3 separate regions of the Mus musculus genome follow, and regions 1 and 2 are each linked to region 3. The links are chromatin contacts, called in public Hi-C maps. All regions are on one chromosome and are shown on one strand. Each heading gives the region's core, a stretch centred on a gene start, on an enhancer-like site or on the middle of the called end of the contact. The rest is flanking DNA. Distances are from core to core; before and after follow the strand shown.

Region 1 (3,306 bases), core at 447-2,946, 260 kb before region 3:
TCAAGGTAGAATTTTATAGCTTAGTCCCCCCTCCCCCCTCCAAGTCCACTCCTTTCTTTTTCTACTTATAGGAAATTTAAAGCTATGGACAATTTGTTCTGGTGGTGCAGAGCAGTTCAGAGGGCTTCGGCAGTGCAGACGTTACGCTGTAGATGGCTAACTATTGTCCTTCTGTCCATTAAGAGCTGCAAGATGAATAAGAAAGAAAACAAGGAATAAAGAGGCTCCTTTCCTATTCTCTTTCCATCCTTTATCTTTAAAGTAGGAACTTTGCTGAACCACAGCCAGCAATTCACTCAGCCTAATGAAGTGTATAAGTAATGGGATTATATTTAAATATAAATCTTAAACCATTATTGCAGTGGCCTGATGCTGACATTCATCCAAACTCTGTCAAACACTGGCTGGTGAGTTCATGCTTCATTTAAAAATAAACAAACTGGGGCAGGAAGAAGGTTCTAGCATAACATTTCAGAGGCACTGAACCTGGAAATACGAGACCCTTCATTCTGGTCAGAGCTGAAGCAAATGCTGTCCTGGTTCACGGTCCTACTGAAGTGGGCAGAGTCCAGCTTTCCCCAGGGATCACTCTGTCTCTGTAGACACATAGGCTTAGTTATTTCAAAACTCTCCTAAAGAGGGAGGGTCTCTGAAGGTACCACCAAGGCTCTTGGTTTCTATTCATGCTTCTACCATTGCCAAACATGTGAATTCAGGCAAATCAACAAACTTTCTCTGGCTGTTAGCTTTTCCAGCCATAAAACAACAGCACTGAATTAAAGTACTTCTTTAATTTTAGTTCCTTCTGGGCCTTAAATGTTCTTATTCAAATACAATAGAAATTGGTATACTTTGGGATAAGAGTTAGGGGGAAATGTTATAAATGTTATCAATAAGGACTTCCTGTTGCTCTGGTCAGTCAACTAGGAGGTATGTGCTTCAGCTTCTCTGTCAGTAAAGTACTGCCCAGTGTCCACAGGAGGACAGAGCTATATCATTAGAAAAGGTAGCCATAGATTGGACATACTGCTGATTATGAATGAGTGGCTCTAAGAGTGGCATACAAGTGTCAGGCGGGCTCCAAAGCACCCTAAATTCCGTTACACAGACACAATTTCCAGTGTTGCCTAGTTGCTCAGTTTTTCTTACGGCTTTTATGGAAGGGCTATCTCTCATGTATTCTTTAAATCTAACCTTGTAACTTTTATCTTGTCAGCTTTTTAGGCTTTGTCCTACCACTTTAGATTTAATCATGTTTTATAGTCTACCATTGTCTATAAATGTTTATATGTTCTATATTTACAGCTATGAAACCCTGCATGTAAACAACAGTGCACACTGCAAAGATGTGCATTAGAACCCCATGGGTATGACAGAAGGAAGTTTGGGGACTGTGATGAGAACAAAGAATCCAGTGCATTTCTAATAGTTTTTTGTTAAACCGGGTAACAAGTATGTGGACCTTTATATTATTTGTTATGTCTGTGTCAAAAAAATAAAACCTACATAATTGTGCAAACATATATGCATTTAGCCTTTTCTTTTCTTTTTGTTTTCATAGTCCTACTTCAAAAGTTAAAAAGCATGTTTAGAAAAATACAAATATAAGAGATGATCGTGCACATTCCTAGATTCAAGGGTAGGAAGGCTGGCCTTATTCAACTAAACTAGTTTCCTCATTTTATTTAGAGCTGGCTTTGTGCTGGGGTGGTTGCTTGTTTTTAAAAAAAGGCATGATAGGCTGGAGACGTGGCTCAGCTGTTAGGAGTATTTGCTGCTCTTGCAGAGAACTTGGGTTTGGTTCCTAAAACATAGGCTCACAAACACCTGTAAGTCCAGTTCTAGGGGATTTGATGCCCTTTTCTGACATCTACCAGCATGGTACACCCATCACGCACATGCACACGTACACACACATGCACACACACACACACACATGTATGCATGCATGCAAGCACGCACACACTCTTTAGAATAATTAAATCCTAAAAAATTTGTAACAAATTTATGAAGTATCATTTCAGTGAAACGTATCCATGGAGAGAATTACACTCATATTCTCTCCCTGCCCCAATGTGCTATATGAGTTTAAACCAAGTATTTTAAAGGCTGCTAATATTGTTCAAATATTGCACTCATCAAATAATTGAGAATATTTTACTATGTGGCATTCACTTTACCACTCCAATTTATCACGCAGCACTGAACTCAACATTTCTTTTAGGCTTTCTCCACATGTGCAGTTAGATTAGCACTCCCTCCCTGAGGCAGGCTAAGTTAGGGTCTCAGAAGGCTGAGGGTGGAGACACTGCAGGCATCATTTGTTCTTTGAAGATAGGAGAAACCCTGTTAGTGACATTTCCTCGCCTTTTCTCAGGTAGCACTTCTGACTTTCATCTACATTGGTGAGGTTGAGGGTCCCCCCCCCCCCTTGCATATTTTAGATTTACAGAAAAAGCATCTTTCCTATGAAACATGTGATTTTTTTTTTTTTTTGAGGGAAGGTCTACTGCACCCCTGGCTGGCATTGAACTCCTAATCACCCTGTCTTCACCTCCCTGGCTGTAGTTACAGGTATGTGCTAGCATACCTGGTTTATGAAGCATGGGTTTTGAAATTAAGGTTTTGTGCATGTTAGCAAGGCTACATTGAGAAAAAGTGTACTAGGATTAAAGCATTTTACTCAGAGCAAAGGAGCCTAGGTTCAGTGGAGAGAAAGGAAATGGTCTATAGTTATGCCCACACTTTTTTCACCCCCACAGTTTGTAACATTTGTCTAGATTTATTTGTACCGCATTCATTAATTCCCACCCACCTCCGACCCTTCCCCATGAGACAGGGTCTTTTCTAACCTCAGCTGGCCTTGAATTCACTGTTATAGAATATCCTAGAATTTTTTTTCAGTTACCAACAACTTGTCATGAATGGCCTGCATCCCACCCCTTCTTTAGGCAGCATCTCCTATGAGCATCAAGGTATTTTCTGTACTCTCCTTACAGTGGCTTCTGTGACTTAGACCTCCATCCACGTCCTCTGTCTGGCAGGCATTATCATCTTCCTTCCGTAGTTGAAGCAGTCTGCACAAGCAGGGTGTTTGTTTACTTAACTTTTCATTTCTCGGCTGTTATCTTGGCTAGTCAACTGCTGGATTCAGCTACAGTTCCCTTTCAGAATTTGTTTGCTTTTTCCTTTTGGACAGGGTTTCCCTATGTAATCAAGAGTGGCCATGAACTTGCAACATACCTACTTCAGCCTCCCAAGATGTAGGACTAAACTGGTGTACCATATGTATTTTCCTTTTAGATT
Region 2 (3,188 bases), core at 257-2,756, 380 kb before region 3:
CTTCCTCAGATAGAGGGGGTGGGCACAGGGCTCCTCAGAAAAGGTCAGGCAGCAAAGTGGAAGCTCTGCTGGAAAAGAGAGTCCTCCATTTTGCACAGAGCTCAGAAAAAGAAAAGTTGTCTGGTCATGGTAGACTACAATCTTTTTTTTTTTTTTTTTTTTGGTTTTTTTGAGACAGGGTTTCTCTGTGTAGCCCTGGCTGTCCTGGAACTCACTCTGTAGACCAGACCAGGCTGGCCTTGAACTCAGAAATCCGCCTGCCTCTGCCTCTGCCTCCTGAGTGCTAGGACTAAAGGTGTGCACCACCACTGCCTGACAATAGACTACAATCTTAAACAGCAGGATTCAACAGACTGATATATACAACCAATATGTAGTCTCTGTTGGTACCAAGAAGAGTACCTTCCCATACCAAAGACATGCTAGTACACCCATGCTCTTTGTGTGTGTGTGTGTGTGTGTGTGTGTGTGTGTGTGTATGTTCTGTATAGTCTTCATGTTTTATTTGTATAATAGTGATTGTTTAAATGACCACACAGGACCAGGTAGTAGCCTGGCAAAGAACCTATGGCTTAATTTCAACCTTGTAAAATGATATCAGCTGATCAGCATTACATATACAGGGCTTGCCAGGCTCCACAATACTGAGAAATTGGACAAAACATAATTGGCTTTCCTAGGGTTGGTCCCAAATCCCTTATATGGCACCTATAAGGTGAGTAGGCTTTCAAAAGTCTTTCTAATTCCTAATGGGCTAATGTATGTGGGGGTTTCTACTCCTGTAGCACAATTATAGGATGAATGGAAGGTAAATGTTTAAACTGCCAAGGATACTGTAGAAACAAAATGAAAGGAATATACTTTTGTTTTTAAGACAATATTTATTTTCTACTCAGTTTCAGCTGTTAACTTGATGCTGTCCAGAGTTATCTGAAGGAGTCCCAATTGCTTGGATTGGACTGACTAGAGGGTGTGTCTGGGAGGCATTTTCTTAATTGCTAATTCATGGTAGAGTGGCCAGCCCACTGTGGGTTGTGCCATTCTTAGGCAGGTGTGACTGGGCTATGGAAGAAAGCCTGCTGAAGCCATTTACCTTCCATTCATCCTACAACTGTGCTATGGGAGTAGAAACCCCCACATACATTAGCCTATTAGGAATTAGAAAGACTTTTGAAAGCCTACTCACCTTATAGGTGCCATATAAGGGATTTGGGACCAACCCTAGGAAAGCCAATTATGTTTTGTCCAGCAAAACATATGTTATGTTATGTTATGTTATGTTATGTTATGTCTTCCCGGCTGAAGCTGAGTGGCCGGGAGGAGGGAAGAGGAAAGGGGAAGAGAGGTGGGAGAGAGAGAGAGAGAGAGAGAGAGAGACAGAGACAGAGACAGAGACAGAGACAGAGACAGTGAAACAGAGACAGAGAGAGAGAAAACGAATGTGCCAGTAAGCAATATTCCTCCATGGTTTCTGTTTCATTTCCTACTTGAGTTCCTAGCCTCTCAACCACAGACTGTGACGTTGGAAGGGTACGCTAGCTAGACAAACCCTTTCCTCTCTGAGCTGCTTCTGTTCAGAACATTTTGCCACAGCAATATAAAGTTAACTAAGGGAGTTCACAATGTTCAAAGCAAAGAGGTGCCATGATAAGAAGGGGACAGATTTGTGGACTTTTTTTTTTTTTTTCCCTGTGTGGCATCAGAGGATGCAACTGGAACAAATGGGTTGAAATTGTAAGTCAGAGGGGAAGTACAACTTTTTAGAGATGTGAGTTTAGGATTTAATGGGATAGGGAGTCGTGTCAGGAAGACGTTGGCAGTAAAGATAAGGGAGCTTGGTTCTCTTAGCAAGAGATGCTTCCAAAGCATCGCTGCTGCCCACAGAAACTCAACAGTTGGATCTCTTGGTCTTTTCCCAGATGAGATTTTATGTTGTCAGTGTGGCCACTGATTTTATAGTAGGAAGGGGAAAACCCTTAGCTACCATTTGATGTACTAAGCTTGAGTCTGACACAGAAGACACAGTTGAACTAAGTTGAAGGTGCTATCTTCCTCTCTTAGCATTGTCACGCACTGCATCAAGAGGAGTAGCATTTGGTTTTGTCCCTGAGCCTTAACTCCTACACAATTGTTACAGAGAGAAAAAAAAAAAAAAAAAAAAAAAAAAAAAAACAAAAAAAAAAAAAAAAACATGTGTCAGGTTGAGATTGAGGGCACGGCCACAGACCCCATGGAAAATTAAATCTTCTTTAATATAAAACAAAATCTATAAAACCCAGCATGGCTTCTCACTGGGTTACCGACTTTGGTAAGGTTTGTTTACTTGGTTGTTCTCTGGGTAAATGAGTCTTTAGTGTGGGCATCTTTTGCCACACTGGATGTCTGACAAGTATCTCTAGTGGTTGAATGCGACAAAACTCAATATGCGTGTGATGTGAGACTATGAAATGAAAGCTTACCAGCCCTATAAGGTTACTATATCTGAACATTTTCAAGTAAAGCAGAGTTTCCTCTGAATTTCTTTCCAGAGTTGGTCAAATTGCAGTCATTTATAGTGTATGATATGAAAACCATTGACAAGAACTTCCCCAGGCAGCTAGGCAGGTATGAATTTATAACTTGTTTAATTACATGTATAATGTCCTCCTGTATAGATTTTTCCATTTCTATGATCTCCAGGAAGAGATTATAGAATCCATATCCACACAGTAGACCAGTGGTTCTCAACCTTTCCATACAGTTTCTCAGGTTAAGGTGACCTACAACCATAAAATTATTTTTGTTGCTACTTCATAACTATAATCTTGCTACTGTTATGAATCCTAATGTAAATATCTGATGTGCGGTATATCTGATAGACAACCCCTTCTTGACCCAGAGGTTGAGAATCACTGGACCAGGCATTGCTGGTGCTTTGCCAAAAGTGATCCAAGTCCCAAACCGCTTTTAAAAACCAACCATGGAACTTCAATTTGACTTATTTTAATTTTTGAGACAGGATCACACTAAATAGCCTAGACTGTACACCTACCTCATTGCCCCAAGTACTGGGTGCCCCACCATGCCCAGCTCTAACATTCTGCTTCTTTCATGGAGTATTAGAGAAGGCCAACCCTCTATATCACACAAATGTGGCCTATTCTAGTTCACGTAAGTGAAAGGCCAGAAACAAGCAGGGGAAGGGCCCG
Region 3 (3,130 bases), core at 627-3,126:
TCATGTTAATTCATATAAATTAGATATAAACTAAAACTCAAAATCATGACTAGCAGCTAGCATATCACATGTCAGGGAATTATCTCTACTACATAAAGAAGATGACTCATTCCATTTTCCAAGGACAAAATTCATGTTTGGAAAGTATGAAACTCAACCCGTTTTTTGTCAAAATTTCAGTATCAGAGAGTATATAGAAGAAACCCCCAAGGCATGAGCAGATTCACAGATTTCTCATCATTTGAATAAGGAGATGCCAATAGGGAAAATAATCAGGTTTTACATATTCCCAACACCTCAACTCAGATACTGGGTTAAAGGTACTCACAAGTGAGGGCCAGGAACTAGGAAAGGGAATTATTACACAGGGAAACACTGTTTTATGTTTTGTTTTGTTTTGTTTTGTTTTTGTGTGTTGTTGTTATTTAGAAAAAAAAGGGCAGTGCTACAGAAAGCCCCGAGTGTTAGTGCTACCCTGCCAAGGATGTTTCATGAGGACATTCTGGGGAGCAAGTGGCTGACATGGCTTCTCAGGGGAGTTTATTACTGATGAGGCCATATGTTAAGGTTCCACAGTCCGCATTACCAAACAGCAGGGGCAGAGGAGCAGTGTCTCTATTCTGAACACAGGTAGGGCCACAGAACACACTAATACCCCCGAGGAGGCAGGGACCCAGCACAGTGAGGCATAGCAGAAAGTGAGGCTCTTCACTAGTAAAGAAACTGCAGGGAAGGCAGGGCAAATGCAACCGGAAAGGTTAAGAGTTATGCAGGCATAGCAGGTGTGAGGGGAACAGACGTACAGTGAACACACAGGAAGAGAGGCAGTGTGAGCTACTGAGTCAGCACATGGCACACGGGAAGTCATTTCAAATCCACTTAGACCTTCAACCTCCATCAACAGATTAATAACTTCAAAGCAAATTGAAATGAACTTGATTATACTTGCAAATTACAGCAAAATTAAAAGACACCCCAAATGTAAAGGTAACACTAGTATATATGCGCATAATACATAAAATTCAAAAACGCTAACAGAATCACACACACTCACACACACACACAGACACACACACACACACACAAAGTTAATGCTGTTTGGATAAGATGTGAGTTACCTGATTAGGCAATTGTTTGTTTTAAAAAAAAAAAAATCCTATCATGGGACAAGGGAAAATAAAGCCAGAATTGTGACATGCCAACTAATTCACTCTGTGTGCAGAAAGTCACTTCATCAAGCTGCTGCAATGAAACTGCCACCCATCTCTTCAGCAGCAGCTCCTTGACACAAGCAAAGGAGACGTGAGTATGAGAGAGAACCGTGAGAAACTGGCACCTAATACAGAACAGGGACACATAACCAGGGATCTCTTTAGCTTACAAGGAGATCCATGCAACAGAACACCCATGCATCTGATCAGAGGACCCAAGTAAGCCAGGGTTATGGATCTATTAGGAACAACTGGGTGTAAGGATCTAGAATCAGGCTTAATGGGAAATGTCATCTCATTTCCGGTGGTCTGTTAGGCAGATAAGCCCTTTGGACAAATATTTTAAGGTTTTCCCTTATCATGGTGCCATCATCTGAGTGGGAAATGTCTCCACAGAATCATTCTTGAACCCTTTGCTTCACTTTATCGGGATTTTGAAGCTATAGAGCTGTGAGGAACTGAGACCTGACTGATGGAAGACATGGTTATGTTCTACCTCTGTGCGCCTCGTGGTCAGCAACATGGAAAGGCCTGTATCCCATGATGCACAGCCACAGGCTGAGCTGCCCCACTATGCCTTCCCAGCCCTAAAGAATGGCAAGCCTCCCTGGGATGCTATGAGTCAAGTTGTTACAAAAAGTGGTCACAATGACACAGGAGGAACTAAAAGCATACTTCTACAAAAGCCTGGGAAACTCAGCGCCGTGTGAGCAGGGAAAGTGGGGACCCACATTAACTCTTCTTGCTTCCCCAAGTGGATCACTGAGAACACCCTTGCTCAGGAAGCTTTTATGAAGATGTAATGAGACCACAGCAATCAATGCTATGCTATGCTATGCTATGCTATGCTATGCTATGCTATGCTATGCTATGTACTGTCTGTCTGCTCTCTGCCTCTATATTAGAAACACCTCACTTGGGTTTCCTCATTCTAAGAATATAAACTTCTGCCTCCCTCTCTATTTTCTAGGTAATTTGGTTAAAAGCAAACACCTTCTGTGCTTACCACACAGAATCTTATAACCTAGACTGAGGAAATCAGAGAAACCACTAACCTTAATGAAGTATTGGCTATATATACCTGTGCTTCTATCTATATCTTAAAATAGTTTATAATTAAGAGCAGAACTCTACTGACAATACAATAGACTCACTAATGCTAATATGGTTCATTTGACTAAATATTTTAAATATATATAATAGCTACAATAGACACAGACCAGTCTGTCACTTCACCCAACCAGAGAAGTCACTCAGAATTAAAATTTTTACTCTTAAACTTTCCCACACCATGCCCCAAGGCAAAAGCCACAAGATCAATAAACACCCTGCAAAAATGGTCACCTAACATTATTTATGGCTGAGAGAAGTGCTTTTGACACACCTACAAAAGTTTCAGTTTTACAGCACTGATTGTATTCTGTGATATTTGAGATTATCTCTGAGACAATTCCGGAGGGAAGGACTGAGGTACAGAGGAGATGAAGTGACCATCAAAGGGAAGGAAGGCTGTGGAAAGAAGAGAGAGGGACTACATGCGACAGGAGGAACAGCAGTACAAAGAAGTACATGAGCCAATCCTTGCTGAAGATGATGACATATGTGGAAAGAAACATTAAAATAATTGTTACAACAGTTTTTAAAATTGTCCATGGCAAATTGTTAAAAAAAAAAAAACAACCAAAAACCAGAAAAGTATGTGCTTTTGGAAGTCATGAAAGAAGCCCCAGCATCCAGAACTTAAGATACAACACAATTCTGAGTTAAAATGGCACAGGCGAGATAAACTGTATGGACTTTATCTCTCAGAGTTCAAGCCAGCCTTAGCCGAAGTTCAGTATTTGATATAGGTTGAATGGTTTGTAATCTATACTCAATCCGACACACATGTGGCGCTTAGCTTATAAATGTCCCCTTTC

Evidence for each region. Hi-C and Micro-C count contacts between places; a contact is called where the count stands out from the background.
Region 1: a contact with region 3 is called in a Hi-C map of bone marrow-derived macrophages, with 19 read pairs. The contact joins two enhancer-like sites. A contact is called at or near these places in 1 of 15 datasets of contacts at CTCF or cohesin (CD8 T cells), 5 of 484 Hi-C or Micro-C datasets (LSK cells, bone marrow-derived macrophages, nephron progenitors and 1 more) and 2 of 115 datasets of contacts at active chromatin or transcription factors (CD8 T cells and bone marrow-derived macrophages).
Region 2: a contact with region 3 is called in a Hi-C map of bone marrow-derived macrophages, with 18 read pairs. The contact joins two enhancer-like sites. A contact is called at or near these places in 2 of 484 Hi-C or Micro-C datasets (both in bone marrow-derived macrophages).

Annotation. Positions count from the first base shown.
Region 1 is chr16:24,897,636-24,900,941 of GRCm38.p6, reverse strand. The region is part of intron 10 of Lpp (LIM domain containing preferred translocation partner in lipoma); the gene reads right to left. Among named protein-coding and RNA genes, the nearest start is that of Gm22672, 15 kb to the right of the region's middle. Within about 2 kb of position 1,696, at least 4 of the 459 cell types and tissues checked have an H3K27ac peak or open chromatin away from gene starts, as enhancers often do. A contact at or near this core is called in bone marrow-derived macrophages, where this site is marked.
Region 2 is chr16:25,023,124-25,026,311 of GRCm38.p6, reverse strand. No RefSeq gene overlaps it. Among named protein-coding and RNA genes, the nearest start is that of A230028O05Rik, 35 kb to the left of the region's middle. Within about 2 kb of position 1,506, at least 40 of the 459 cell types and tissues checked have an H3K27ac peak or open chromatin away from gene starts, as enhancers often do. A contact at or near this core is called in bone marrow-derived macrophages, where this site is marked.
Region 3 is chr16:24,639,232-24,642,361 of GRCm38.p6, reverse strand. All of the region lies in intron 5 of Lpp (LIM domain containing preferred translocation partner in lipoma), which reads right to left. Among named protein-coding and RNA genes, the nearest start is that of Mir28a, 190 kb to the left of the region's middle. Within about 2 kb of position 1,876, at least 25 of the 459 cell types and tissues checked have an H3K27ac peak or open chromatin away from gene starts, as enhancers often do. A contact at or near this core is called in bone marrow-derived macrophages, where this site is marked.